Regions from separate parts of the Mus musculus genome. Here all the other regions are linked to region 1. The links are chromatin contacts, called in public HiChIP or PLAC-seq maps. All regions are on one chromosome and are shown on one strand. The core of a region is the stretch at or near the end of the contact, and the rest is flanking DNA. Distances in the headings are between cores, read along the strand shown.

The links. HiChIP or PLAC-seq counts read pairs in DNA pulled down with a chosen protein or histone mark.
Region 2: a contact with region 1 is called in a FOXA1 HiChIP or PLAC-seq map of pancreatic cancer cells. The contact joins the enhancer-like site here to the promoter of Hottip in region 1. A contact is called at or near these places in 3 of 39 promoter capture datasets (the 3T3-L1 cell line and embryonic stem cells), 4 of 484 Hi-C or Micro-C datasets (the BV-2 cell line, bone marrow-derived macrophages, hematopoietic stem and progenitor cells and 1 more), 5 of 115 datasets of contacts at active chromatin or transcription factors (bone marrow-derived macrophages, embryonic stem cells, memory CD8 T cells and 2 more) and 2 of 9 other capture datasets (embryonic stem cells and liver).
Region 3: an H3K4me3 HiChIP or PLAC-seq map of bone marrow-derived macrophages shows a contact between it and region 1, with 2.7 times the contacts expected there. The contact joins the enhancer-like site here to the promoter of Hottip in region 1. A contact is called at or near these places in 2 of 39 promoter capture datasets (the 3T3-L1 cell line and embryonic stem cells), 1 of 484 Hi-C or Micro-C datasets (embryonic stem cells), 3 of 115 datasets of contacts at active chromatin or transcription factors (bone marrow-derived macrophages and embryonic stem cells) and 2 of 9 other capture datasets (adipose tissue and embryonic stem cells).

What each region holds. Positions count from the first base shown.
Region 1 is chr6:52,260,840-52,265,201 of GRCm38.p6, reverse strand. Hottip (Hoxa distal transcript antisense RNA) reads right to left here and starts at 2,427. Exons shown (of 2, transcript NR_110442.1): 1 at 2,338-2,427. It overlaps Hoxa13 (homeobox A13), which reads left to right and starts at 4,322. Exons shown (of 5, transcript NM_008264.1): 1 at 4,322-4,362.
Region 2 is chr6:52,472,394-52,476,755 of GRCm38.p6, reverse strand. No RefSeq gene overlaps it. Among named protein-coding and RNA genes, the nearest start is that of 1700094M24Rik, 18 kb to the left of the region's middle. Within about 2 kb of position 2,620, at least 13 of the 459 cell types and tissues checked have an H3K27ac peak or open chromatin away from gene starts, as enhancers often do. A contact at or near this core is called in memory CD8 T cells and pancreatic cancer cells, where this site is marked.
Region 3 is chr6:52,439,642-52,444,003 of GRCm38.p6, reverse strand. No RefSeq gene overlaps it. Among named protein-coding and RNA genes, the nearest start is that of 1700094M24Rik, 51 kb to the left of the region's middle. RefSeq lists an enhancer at 1-1,387. Within about 2 kb of position 1,748, at least 32 of the 459 cell types and tissues checked have an H3K27ac peak or open chromatin away from gene starts, as enhancers often do. A contact at or near this core is called in bone marrow-derived macrophages, where this site is marked.

The sequences.
Region 1 (4,362 bases), core at 1,178-3,677:
TCCAAAATTATCCCCACAACACGAAATGTTTCCTTTACTTCATTATTGCTTCTCTATAGAACAAGAACCTCAAATGGGTCATATGACATTCTCCTGTGCTCTGGCCAGCCCAGAATCCCGGATACCCCCCTCATACACACACACACACACACACACACACACACACACACACACACACACACCAAAAAGGGGGCGCTGCTTTCACCCTGGTGCATACAGGATTGAGGTCCCTCAGAAACTCAACTTCACACTTATTCCATTCCTAAATGGTTTACTGGTAAGGATTCTGAGGAGTTAACTTCTTTGAGAATTTCTCTCTCCCCTCGTCTGCTCAATTGCCTTCCCCTTTCTAAATCTTTCTTGCTTTGCCATTATCTCTTTGCCCCCCACCCCCAGCCTGCCTGGGGTGGAATCAGAGGGTAAGGTGTCCTGCAAATCCAGCCCATAAAGCTGCTTGGATACATTAGAAACACATGAATATCCCGAAATACAAAGTGTCTTTAAAACCAGCCATGGACTGTTTATCCTAATACCAGATCAATGCAAAGAAGTAGTTCCAGAGAATGGTGCTGACAGCCTCTTCCGAGTTAAAGTGAGGGCAGGTAAATTTAATTTGCAAATGAAAATCAAATCTGATCAGACCTCCTGTTTGGTTCCCTTTGTCCTTTTCTTCTCCAACCCTAGGAGCCTAGGGTCTAGGAGCCCAGGGTCCTGTAATCCTGGTTGGTCAGGAGTCCTCTATCAAGAAAAAAAAAAAAAAAAATGCAGCCAAATCAGGCCAGATGCAAGAGGGCTGTCAGCGCCAATGGACCCAGGTTTGACTAGTAAAACCAAGAGCTTAGGAAAACCTATGGAGACCCCTTGAACAAAGGCTGGGCTGTAGCCATGCTGCCCTTGAAGGCCTTCGCTGAGAAATCTGCATGCATCAGACAAAACTGGGGCATCAGTGGAGACTTCTCTAGCTTCCACCCCAGCCTGGCTCTTGGCTCCAGAGCTCCTATGGCCACTATTGTCTGAAGGTGACCGTGAATGCTCTGACTTCTCTTCCCTAAGCCATGGAGAACCATGTTAAGTTGTTGGTGTTTCTGCAAGAAGAACCCCAAGCCTGAAGACAAAAAGAGCTCAGAAAGTCAGGCCCTGCCAGCTGGACAGACACACAAATTTTCCCTGTGCCTTTGGTAAATGAGGAAGAACACTGGATGAGACTGCTGGCTCTTTAAGAGTCAGGCTTCATCCTCCAGCCGTTCTTTTCCCACACCAAGCTGGTCTGGTATAGTCTGGAGCATTGTATAAGAAACCATTAATGAATCTCTTCTCTCCCTCTGAAAGTCTGAGGAATTGCTGTTTTACAGTGAGTAGAATTTCTAGAAAGTCTTACCCCAAATTATTCCCAGAGTTCATTCTAATATGAGAAACAATTTCCAATGATGCCTACAGCTCAATTACTAGCAGGACATGCAGATACTTTAAAACAGTGAAGAAGCAACCCAGGAAAGGGAGAAGGAGCTAGATATGCTCCTATGCCCTTGATACAAGCCTAGTAGAAAATCCACATCAATGTATGAGATTTAAGACAGGGGGAGAACAAGGATGCTACTTTCTCTAAATAATTCTGTCTTGGGTTTTCTCTCTCTCTCTTTTAAATTGATAAGAAAATATAAACTTCAGTAATTCACATTCCAAGTCCTTCCACGACAGGGATACCACGTGTAGGAAGCAAAGCCCACTGAATTCAAAGATGCAGCCCAAAGCCTCCCCGCTGCTTCGTTCTTCCCAGACAAACCTGCTTCTGATTCCTCTGTGGAAAAAGATGAGTTCCTTTCTCACCATTTTTGGAGCCGGAGGGACCCAGCCGACTTTGGCAGTCTGTAGAGCTGAGGCCCTTCCCCTGAGTGCAGGGCTCCCGGCTCCAGTGAACTGAGGGGGAGGAAAGAACGTGGAGCTGGTCTTGGCTGCTGTGTGGACCAGCAGTACAGCCACTGCCAGAGGTGAACTGGCATAGGCATCGGCTGGTGGAGCCTTCCTGAGCTGTGTTTTCGTTTTTTCCGAACCTAGCTGGAAAACTTCGGAGGTTCAGAAACCCAGCTAAGAGCAGGGCGGCCGACAGAAAAGAACCAGTCCAGCCTGTAAACACCGCCCCCAAAACTCTACAAAGAGAGAGGGAAAAAAAAAAGATGCTGAGAAACCAAACAGAGCCAGAAGCCAGATAGCAAAGGATGGGGGAATTGAGAGCGAGGGGAGGTGGGCAGTCGGCTCTGTCTCTGGGCTTTCATTGTAGTTTCTCACGCTGACTAGACAGCAACTTTCAACTTGACCTTGGCCTCCAGCGTGTCTGACCTGTATGTAAACTGCCCTCGAGTCTCCGAGAGTCTCCGAGAATTGGAGCCTGGAACCGTACTTCGTCTCTTTGTCACTGTTGAGTTTTACAATGCCACTTAGAGGGAGGAAGGAGTGGGGGGACGGATGAAAAGGGCTCCAAAGTAACACAGAAATCAAGTCTTCACAGAGGTTGGTTCTTTAGTCTGCAAATGGTCAGGCAGTAAGAAGGTAAACTCGGGGCAAATCAATATTTACCCAGGACCGCTAAAGTCAGGAGAGAAAGGACTCCCTGGGTGTGGGGGAGAATTGGGTGTGGGGATCAGGGAAGGTTTTATTGGGCGACACTTAACATTAGTCAGAACAAACCCAGGATCCGGGCAGATAAAAGCCTGAGCCTCGCCTTACTGGTCCCAATCTTACCAGAAGCCCAGGGGGCTTACAGAGCAGCAGATGAATTGGGTGGTATGTCTGATGCTCTAGCTTAGGGCTAAGTCTACAAGCTAGGACTAGAGAACAGGTCCAAGCCTGGCTGCCTACCAGAGCATTTGAGCAAAGATAGTACAGAACTCTTCCCAGTCTATATTTTCCAGAACGCACCACTTTCACTTTGACCATTTGTTCCCCTCTGGATGTCTGACCAGTTCACACTTGCACAACCAGAAATGCATGTAGTCCTAAGGAGGCAGGGTCCCCAGAATCCTTTATCAAAACACTGCATCCAAACGTTGCTCTCCCAATACAAACACCCCACCAAGCTCAAGGTACAGAGGAACTCATCAGCTGAACCCCGGCACCTTGAACCCACTACAGGCTGAGCCCCTATTAGGAGAAAAACCATGAAAGGATCCCAAAGAGCCTTTTTCTCTTTCCCCAAAACGGAATGCAACAGTGGATTGCCAGGTGTCTGAAGTGTCCAACTCAGGATCTATGGAGTGACTTGTAGGAAGTCCCAGAACCGTGGCTGGAGTTCCAGCCAGCAGCCCAGCTGGGGCCTGTTCCTCTTAAACCCCTTCAGGAAAAGGCAGCCGGACTCCTGAGACAGGAGTGTGAGTGAATGGTGCTTTCTTCATCTGAAATCCTCTGCGGACCAGAGAGAATAGCTGCTGCATCGGAATGAATAGCGAGCTGTATATACAAGTTGGACAATGTGGCAGTATGCATCTCTCTCTCTCTCTCTCTCTCTCTCTCTCTCTCTCTCTCTCTCTCTCTCTCTCTCTCTGTGTGTGTGTGTGTGTGTGTGTGTGTGTGTGTGTGTGTGTGTGCGCGCGCGCGAATATTTGCGCTCGCGTGTGTGATGAGTGTAGGAGATACAATTAGTTGTTCTGATCTTCTGAGTCCTTAGGCCTAATTGAAATTGTCCTCTAGAGCCTGAGAACAGGGAAGGGAGCTCCCAAATGCAGCCCAAACTTCCCAGAGAAATGTCCTGGGACCCTTGCTCCAGACTTCTCCTGGAACCAACAGGAAACAAACGCCCTTGTTCCCCAGGGGGGGGTGGGGAGTGCAATCTCGGCCAGGCGAAAGCTCCCACATCCTTGGGAGGGTCTAGCTGCAGAAAGATGTATCCATCCCTGGAAAGAAAACAGCCCCAGAGGTCCCTAAAACATGCCAGGACATCCTGGGCCAGTCCAAGGCCAAGGCAAACCCTCATTCCTGGCCACTGGAGAATTTACCTGACTTGTCCCCACGACCTCAGGTCGCACCCCAACCGCAGCCGCTCACTGCCCCTCCCAACCTCCGCGCGAAACCCGGGAAGGGATCGGGGTCCCTGTGTTCCCAGCCCCACCCGCCCTAGTTTCTCCCCCCCACCCACCCCCGCCTCCTCCGTGGGTGACTGCTGCGCGGCCGCGCGGCGGGAGCTAGAGCTGGCGCAGAGGACCGCGCGGGCGGCGGCGGGGACGGCGGGCCCAGCGCGGAGCCGAGCCGGAGCCTCCCGCTTTGCATACGCCGGGGGCGGGCCGGGGGCGGGCCAATGGGCGGCCGCCTGGCGCGACCCCGCAGGGCGCGACCCGCCCCCCTCGCTCGGGCCCCGGCCCCGCGCGCCGC
Region 2 (4,362 bases), core at 1,371-3,870, 210 kb before region 1:
GCCTTCTGGGTGGTTCTAAAGACCTTCAGGTTTTGTTTTGTTTTGTTTTTTCTTCTCCTGTCTGTCTACACCCCAGGTGCTGAAGGGACAGAGGAAAGCTAGCAGAAAAAGGCGTGGGAAGGAAAAAGGACAGGTTGTTATAGAGTCCAGCCTCTGATCACTGTGCCAAGAGAGCAGAAGACATTTTGCTGAGGGCTCCATTGCTTCATAGGAAGGTGTGGCGGAAATAGAATTTAACATCTCACGGTGCATTTATCACTATTCTCCTCAGAGGGAGGGGGAAAAAAAAACCCTCACAGAAGAACCTTGAAGGGGGAAGAATTGAGTTTTAAAAAATATTTATTCTTTATTACCTTTATGTGTAAGTCTGTGTATACACAGGAATGCAGATGCAGTTTTGGGTTGCACATGAAGTTGCGAGTCACCTGACATGAGGGCTGGGAGTTAAACTTGGGTTCTTCTGGAGGGAAAGTGCGTGGTGCTCTCAGCCCCTGAGCTCTCTCTCTGGGCAGGGAGGCTTGGTTTGGGCTCTACAGGACACAGACCATCATGGTGAAGAAGGCATGGAGACTGACGTTCCATGGCTGTCAGGAATCACCACCACCACCACCCCCCGCCCCCCATGTAAGTTCTACCTCTATGGCCTGTCAGCTAGCTAGACCCTATGTCTGGAAGGTTCTACAACCTCTCCAAACAGCACCATCAGCTGCGGAGCAAATGTGTTTCCAAACGTATGGTTTTGAGGGACATTTCAAATGATTGCAGACTGACTTTGATTTCTGGACCTTCTGCTGGGCTGCATTTGAAGCAGACCCAGTGACCAGGGGACCCTGATGCCACCCTCAGTCTATCGTCTGCCGAGTGTGAGAGGAACAAGGATCTAGGGACAGAAGGGACGGACCACAGGAGTCACACTCACTGCCTCCAGGGCTCCCACTCGTGTCAGGACTGAGCTAAGATGGCCGTGCTGGCTGGTGATGTCCTTGTGGCACAGACACATTATCCCACCGGTGTCCCAAGGAAGCCACATGCAATAGCAGTTCATTATCTTAATTAAGCTTATTGCAAGAGCAATCATCATTGCCGTCAGTATCAATCATCAGCCATTTTTTTTTTCTGACGGTGGCCTTAAGTGATGACAGTCTGTGTTGACAATAAATAATCATGCCTCTGGCTTGAATCGACACTTCATTGGACTTTAGGAGGCAGCGCCTGAATATTCCTGGGCTTGCTGTGTAAAGAACTATCTGTCTATGACAAAACCTGGGTATAGAAGAGATTTTTTTTTTTGTTTCCCAAATGGATAACTTCATAATATTTGCAAAATTCATCCTTTAGGAGATGACAGGCACAGACTCCAAACCGTATTTAGAAAGAAGGATAGATGCTTTTGCTCAGGCCTGGAGCACCGGAGCCGTTCCCAGTCTCCCTAAGTCTGGATGCACTGAGTTACGGCTCTTTCTTCCCCAATGGACACAGGGAATGAAGTTGTTTTGATTGCAAAATGGCTGGTGGCACTTTTGAGTTTCCAGGTGGGGGCAGGAAGGTGGGGGCCTGAAGCTGCTCCACCTCTTTTACCCTGGCATCTGCCTCGTTGTCGTCGGGAACTCCATGAGTTTGAATAATGCTTATCAAGAAGAACCCTGGGCCCTTATTACTCCGGTGACTGCATCTTCCCTGCTTAAAGCACTCCCCGATCTCAACCATTTGTGCTACAAATAATTTTAATTGAGCCAAGAAACCCTTGACATTTTAGAAATTACCTTCTATTTATAAGACTTTAAGAAGGAACTTTCCTGTCAGGCCTGACCTCTGTGTGATTTGTCTCTCTCACCATTCTCCCCACTCCAACTCACACACACACACACACACACACACACACACACACACACACACACACACGAGCACATATACACACGTGCATGAGCACACACATGTATTCGCTCTCACATGCACTAGCACACTCATACCTGCACACATGTGTACTCACATGCACTTTCTGTTCAGGTTTCTAAGTTTTGATTGAACTAAATTCATTCGTAATTTAATTTTGTAGTAGCAAATAAAAACCTGGTCGGATATGCCCACAAACCTGGTCGGATATGTCCACAAAATCCCACTCCCACTGTGACACAACGCAACCTTTTTGACTCTCGCCTCAGTCTGCTCATTGGAAGTCTATGCTCAGGATGTGGGAAGTTCTGGGACAAGGATTACATGGCTGCCTTTCGGGGTTGAAACTCACGAGTCTGTGACATCTGCCTCTTGGTGGGGTCCTGGTGGTTTCTGCACAGTGAAAAGACAGAATTTTTTTTTCTTATAAATATCACCTTTTCTACTGGCATAAGGCAGTTGGGTTTGACATGAATAATTAAATGCCGTGCCTTTCTCTTCCCGTTTTTCTATCCATTGTCCCTGATCTTCAAAATAACTCATTCACCAAGTATTTATGGACCGTGTGCTGTGTGCCAGGCCAGATACTATTCGGGTTGCTTGGAATTAGTCTGTGAGATAAAGCATAACAGAAACAAACAGAAACGGCTCTTAGGGCTTGCCTCAAAGGGAAGACAAATAACAAGGCGCAAACAGTGCGCCTGGCACTAAATGCTGCGGTTAAACGTGATGGGCCACAAAGCCAAATTAGGCATGGAAGGGGAGGGGAGAGCACCGGCGTGAAAATCTCTCTCTGGCTGCTGAGATGGGTTTGTGAAAGGGGTGGGGGTGCAAAGTTATGAACAATCATCCAGAGAGAAAGAACAGCAAACTCACATCGCCCCCCTCCCCAGGTGGGAACAGAGAACACTGAACCAAACTGGAGTGAGCGGTGGTAGGAGGAGGGTCTTCGAGGTTAGGGAGGACCAGGAAGGCTCGGGTGGGGACTTGCCTTTCCTCCTGAGTGAGCTGTGGGCTCTGGAAGGTGTGACACACACACACACACACACACACACACACACACACACACACACACACACACAAACACACCCCTCGCGGCTTGGGTGTGACAGTGTGTTGTTAGGTTAGAAGGAGAAAAATAAAAGGCAGCAGAGAGCCTGATGAGGAGGGAGGGTGGGAGGAGGGAGGATGGCGGGGTACGATGTATAGGTGAGGTGTCGCACAGCTGCTGTCCAGGTGAGATGGTGCAAAGCTCTTGGTTTGGGGGATATTAAAAATAATAATGAAAGTGTTATTTAGCCCTTTTTTTAAGATTAGAGAACTCAAAATAACTGACTTTCTAAAGAACCCAGAGCAAGTGCGATCCCAAGTTGAGTTCCAAACCAAACAAAGCTCTTATCGGGTGCAGCACTACAGTACCATGTGGACAATTGTCGTGGACTACCGCCCTGGTATCCACCTTGGAACGTCTGCTCCGAGGCTTGATCATGTTCTCATTAACATAATAAATAAGGAATCAGGGAGAACAAGGGCGCACAAGTCCCCTGGAAGCCCTGACAACTAATGCTACCTGACAAGTAGCAGGTTGGAGCCTAATGAATAGCTGAGAGGAGCAAGGGAGGAGGAGGAGGGATGTGGGCTTCCAGGGAGGAGGGAGCTCATTAGTGGCCCTGTTGCTTAGATGGCTCACAGCATCCTTCGAGCAGACCCCTGCACTGCTGGGTATCTTTTCGGAAATACTCTTATTGTTCTGAGGCCTTTAGGGGTTTGTGTACGTGCATGTGTGTGTGTGTGTACGTGTGTACGTGTGTGTGTGTGTGTGTGTGTGTGTGTTGTGGTATGTTCCAGCTGAGGTAAAAATTCCTATAACATAAATTGGCAATTTTTAAAATGAATCGTCCTATGACATTTAGTACAGTCAAAGTGTTTCTTAAACACCATACCACTAGTTCTCAAACATTTTCATCAACTCAGAAGGAAACCCATATATGTCATGGCCCTCCTCCATTTTCTTCTCTCTCTGTCTCCTGAAAATAACCAAGCTACTCTCTGTCCCTATGGATTGATCTTCTCTGGATATTTTGTACCAATGAAACCACACATGTCACCTTTTCAAGTCTGACCTCTCCTACCTAGCATAATGTTTTCAAGTGTCACTTGTGTTGTAACACATGTCATACTTTGTTTTTTTTTTGGTGCTAGATAATATTCTACTGGCTCTGTTTAGTCATGCTCGATGGGCCTTTTGATCTCTCCAGCTCTTGCTTATCATGAGCAATGCTACCCTAAGCATGCATACGTACCTGTCTCTGTTAAAATTCTTGTTTCCCATTCTTTTCAGTCTTCAGAGCAGTAGGATCCCCGAGGGAAATGTAATTTTATGTTTCACTTCTTTTCGAGAAACTGGCAACCAATTTACCACAGACAATGCATTTATATTCCACCCAGGAATAAAGATCACAATTTCTT
Region 3 (4,362 bases), core at 499-2,998, 180 kb before region 1:
CGACTAAGAGAAAGGTGGCAACAGGATAACAGCTACCCTGAGTCCCCAGGCTTAATCAGAATGAAAAAGACGCCATGACATCACCAACTCCTCCGCCTCTGGTACTAGGCTTTTGTGGGAGATTTAGATGTCCTCTTTTCCATAAAAACCATCTCGAAGACAGAAAGGGCTGCTGCCCAATTCGGTTGCAGCTCTTACGGAGGGAAGCCCTGAAGCAAGTCAAGGAGCTGCACGCTGCGCGGAGCACCGGGATCTCCAAGCGTGTGGGTGGGAAGCATGTGCTGAGGGCGTGGCGGGCTATAAAACCAAACACAACATGCACGATTTCCTCTGGCAGGTAACTTAATGAGAGCATAGAGTTGGGTTGTCAGAACAACAGATCTGCCCATCTGCATAACCCAAGAGGCCAGGCTGCGTTTTTTATGGGCTGCATGAAACAAAAGCCACCCAAACCATTGCGGTATTCCTTGTCTAGCCCAGAGCCACAGTAACTTCATAATAAGAACGGAGGGCAGAGACATTTCCAACCGCTTGTGGAATGTGCTGCCCCAATCCTCTCAATTTAAAGGAGGCCTCCAGCTACTGACCAGGCAGCTGCTAATCTGGTTGCTTACTGGAGAACAGTAAAAAACATCAACCCCGAGGCCCATCTTAGCAGGGGGCAGGAAGCCGCCACCGGCTTGATCTCTGGGAAATTGCTGGAAAAAAGGGCCTGGCAGGAACCTGGTAACGTCTTTCCCTCCTCTGCTCTTTCCTAGCCAGCAGGCTTTGGAACGATCTGCAAAGCAGAGGCGGGGTGCTCTGCCCCCACAGACACCTCAGAGCTGCTAAGACGGGGAGGGGTGCTTTGGCTCTCTTTAAAAAGACTTCCTGGTTTTTCAGGACTCCCCTAATTAAAAGAGAGAAAGCAGGGAGAATGTTTCAATTATGTTCTATAACAAGGAAAGCCGAGCCATCTCTTTTATAGAGATGAAAAGGTACCCAAACACGGAGGGGGAAAACATCTACACTCAGGGCCCCATCCATTCACTTACTAAATATTTATCAAATGTCTATGAACCAGATCCTTTGCAAGGGAGGACTAGAAACCAGTGGCGGGAGGATGAGGTGAGGTCATTGCTCACAAGGATCTACAATCCGGGCCGTGGATGAACAAGCCAACAGGCGAGTATAGAAGAGTTCTGGAGGAGCTCTGGCGAACACCCCATCAGTCTGGGGAGGAAAAGGAAGGTATTCCCCGACCGTTAATTCTATCGCTCCGTTGGATTGAAACCTTAGCAGACTAGTAGAGGACATTTGCACGTGTGTCTGTAGGGGCCATCCCTGGAGGGTTAGCTCATTCGAGCTCTGAGTCATGACCATGGATGATGGACACTGGATGGATATTGGAAGCGTAGAACTGTGGAAGGAGGAGCTTAGTTGGAGGAAGTGGGTCCGTGGGACATGCCTTTGAAGGGTATATTTCCCCCTGGCACTTTCCTGCTACCTTCTCTTCTTCCTGTCTGCCATGACACCATGGTAGTCTCCCTCCCTTCATGCCGACAGTGATGGACCTAACCACCCTGAAGTGAAGGCTCTCCCAAACCATGAGCCAAACTAAGTTCTATTCCCTTACCTGGTTTCTCTCAGGTCGTCATGCCACTGACAAAGACTCCAATGTTTAACTTCCCAAAAAGGAAGCTATGTCAGAGTAGACATCTCAGTAGGCAGCCATTCTGAGCAAAAAGGAAGAATTCTGAGGAAGAGAAACCAAATGCCCTTTCTGCCAGGAACTTCCTGTCTGTCTCCCAATTTTATGCTCATATTCACTCTAGACTTCAGGAGAGCAGCAAGGGCTTTTTTTTTTTTTCTTAGTTAGGTCACCACACGGCTCCCAGGGCCCTTGAAGCCCAAGCTTTTGAGAGGGATCCCATTGGCTGTGGGGATTTTTAATTTGACCTTATTTATTAAAAGACACAAAGCAATAGGAAATCTCATGTACTGATTACACAGGGAAAACTGATGGCAGATCCAAGGATAAAGTCTCAGAGTTTTTAAAACTAGAAGGACCTGCCTGGTGAAACTGTTTTGCCTGGAGTGGGTAGAAAGGGAGATTCCCACTGGTCTTGCAGAAGACCTGGTAATGCATCCTAAGGGAGAGTTAGCCCAAAATTGGCAGTGGCCATTTTGCCTCAGTGGATTTGTGGAAATAAAAACCCAGGAGTAAAAGAACAAAGAGATTCCTGGGTGTTGTTTACTACCGAAGAGCAACAGAGAGATCAAGAATAAGTGGAGGAGATTGGTTAAGATCAAGAGACCACAAAGGCATCTGGGCTTTGGCTGGACCTACTTGGAGAGAGGTGAAAGAGTTGCAGGACACAAGAGACAGAGAAGAGAAGTTATTGGGACCTCCTGTCTGGAACCAAACCACCTGGTTTCAAATCATGACATCCATTGACTACCTTATTATCTTAGGCTAATTATTTAATACCCCCTGCCTCAGTTTGCACATGCTGAGCTAATTTATTTAACACGCAGTTCCTCAGTTTTCCTTATCTGTGAGATGGGACAATAGCAGTTCTCACCTCATGTAGCCAGGGCAATGAGTGAACTTAAAAATATATATAAGCATGCTGGAACACAGCTCTGCTCAATAAATCAATTCTCATCGAGACCGATCTTCACTTTCTTCACAGGCCTTCTCATTTGCCCCCTATGGCTACGTCATACAAACTCCCTAAGCCAGAGCACTTGAGCAGAGATTGTGGGCTGCCCAGCTGTTGGTACCGTTCACTCTCCAGGCAGACTCTGGAGGTGGAGAGAAAGCTGACACTGCAGGCTCCAGAGAGAGCACCAGGAATGGGCATCTGTTGTCTTTATTTAATCTCAACCCAGGGGTTCTACTCTGCCTTTGACCATTGAGTTCCCGGATAATAGACACACACAACCTTTCTTTGAATAGTAATCCTTAGCACAAGAGCTGGGCAGATGTCTGCCCTCTGCACTCCATGCCACTATGTCTATTCCCAGCCAATAATCCCATGCTATAATCTGCCATGTTTTGTCTGGGTTGCTCTTAACTTAGTGAGCAAACCCCACATTGCCATTATTTTAAGATTCTTATCCCATGGTGCCTTCTCCTCTACCCACCTCCTTCTGTCTCTCCTTCGTGTTTCTCCTCTATCCCCAAACCCTGAAACCCCAAACCCCTCCTATGTCTATTCCGCCCAACTCTTGGCGGTTGGCATCTTTATTTACTAACAGACATAACTTGGGGGCAAGGTCACATAGTGTTGTTGCGGTAAAACTCTCCATCCCAAATATGCCCCGGCAATGAAAACACAACATAATTAATATGAATACATGCTATATATCTAGGTTAGGCAGATCTACCACTACGCTACCATCTTGAACTTGTGGTTTCTTCAGGCCAGGTGCTGCTGCTCTGCTTTTCTTCCTCCTCCTCCTCTGTGTTCTTTCCCTCTTCTCTTTTCTCCTTCTCTCTTCCCACCTTCTGCTCCACCTTCCCTTTTATCTGCCCAGTCATCAGCTCTCCTTTATTTTACAAATTAAGGTGGGAAGCAGGTTTACAGGAAATCACCTAAGTGCTGACTCATTCCTCGTTTGCAACCACTCACAGGAGAACAGAACAGCAAATATAATTAGCCCCAGGGCTATCCACAACCTAGCAGTCACTTGGGTCTGTGTAGACTCTTCTGGAGCAGCCAGGTCTTGGGGACTGCACTTAGCTTTACAATACATAGCAACCGACCAAACCTCACCTGGCTTCTCTTTCTACCCATTAACCCTCTACCCACTTACCCCGAAAGGCTCTGTTGTAGCATCTTCTGGGCTAGGTCCTGATGCCCACTCTAACACTCCATATGTGTGTGAGCATGTTGTCAGGTTTCCAGAGTCCTTGGGGTTTTTTTTGGCTTTGAGGTTTTTGGTTTTTTTGGTTTTTTAATTGGTTTGTTTTCTTCAAGACAGGGTTTCTTGGTGTATGTAGTCTGACCTGTCCTGAAACTCTGTAGATCAGGCTAGCCTAGAACTCAGAGATCTACCAGCCTCTGTCACCTGAGTTCTGGGATTAAAGGGAGGCACACCACCACCACCTAGCTAAAAAAGAAAAAAAAGTCTTAATCTGGAGTTGATATAACCGTTTCAGGTTTTCAAATATAAAACCTGAAATAGAGAAAGCAAGTGGAGAGAAGCAAGGTCAGATTTGTAATCTTAAAACGTTTGTAGGTATTATTTGGGATCTCTATACAGTTCAGTGCTTAGCAGGTTTTTGTTTTTGCTTTTGTTTGTTTGTTTTTGTTATTGTTGTTGGGGTTTGTTGGTTTGTTTGAGTCAGAGTCACTGTGTAGATCAGGCTGGCCT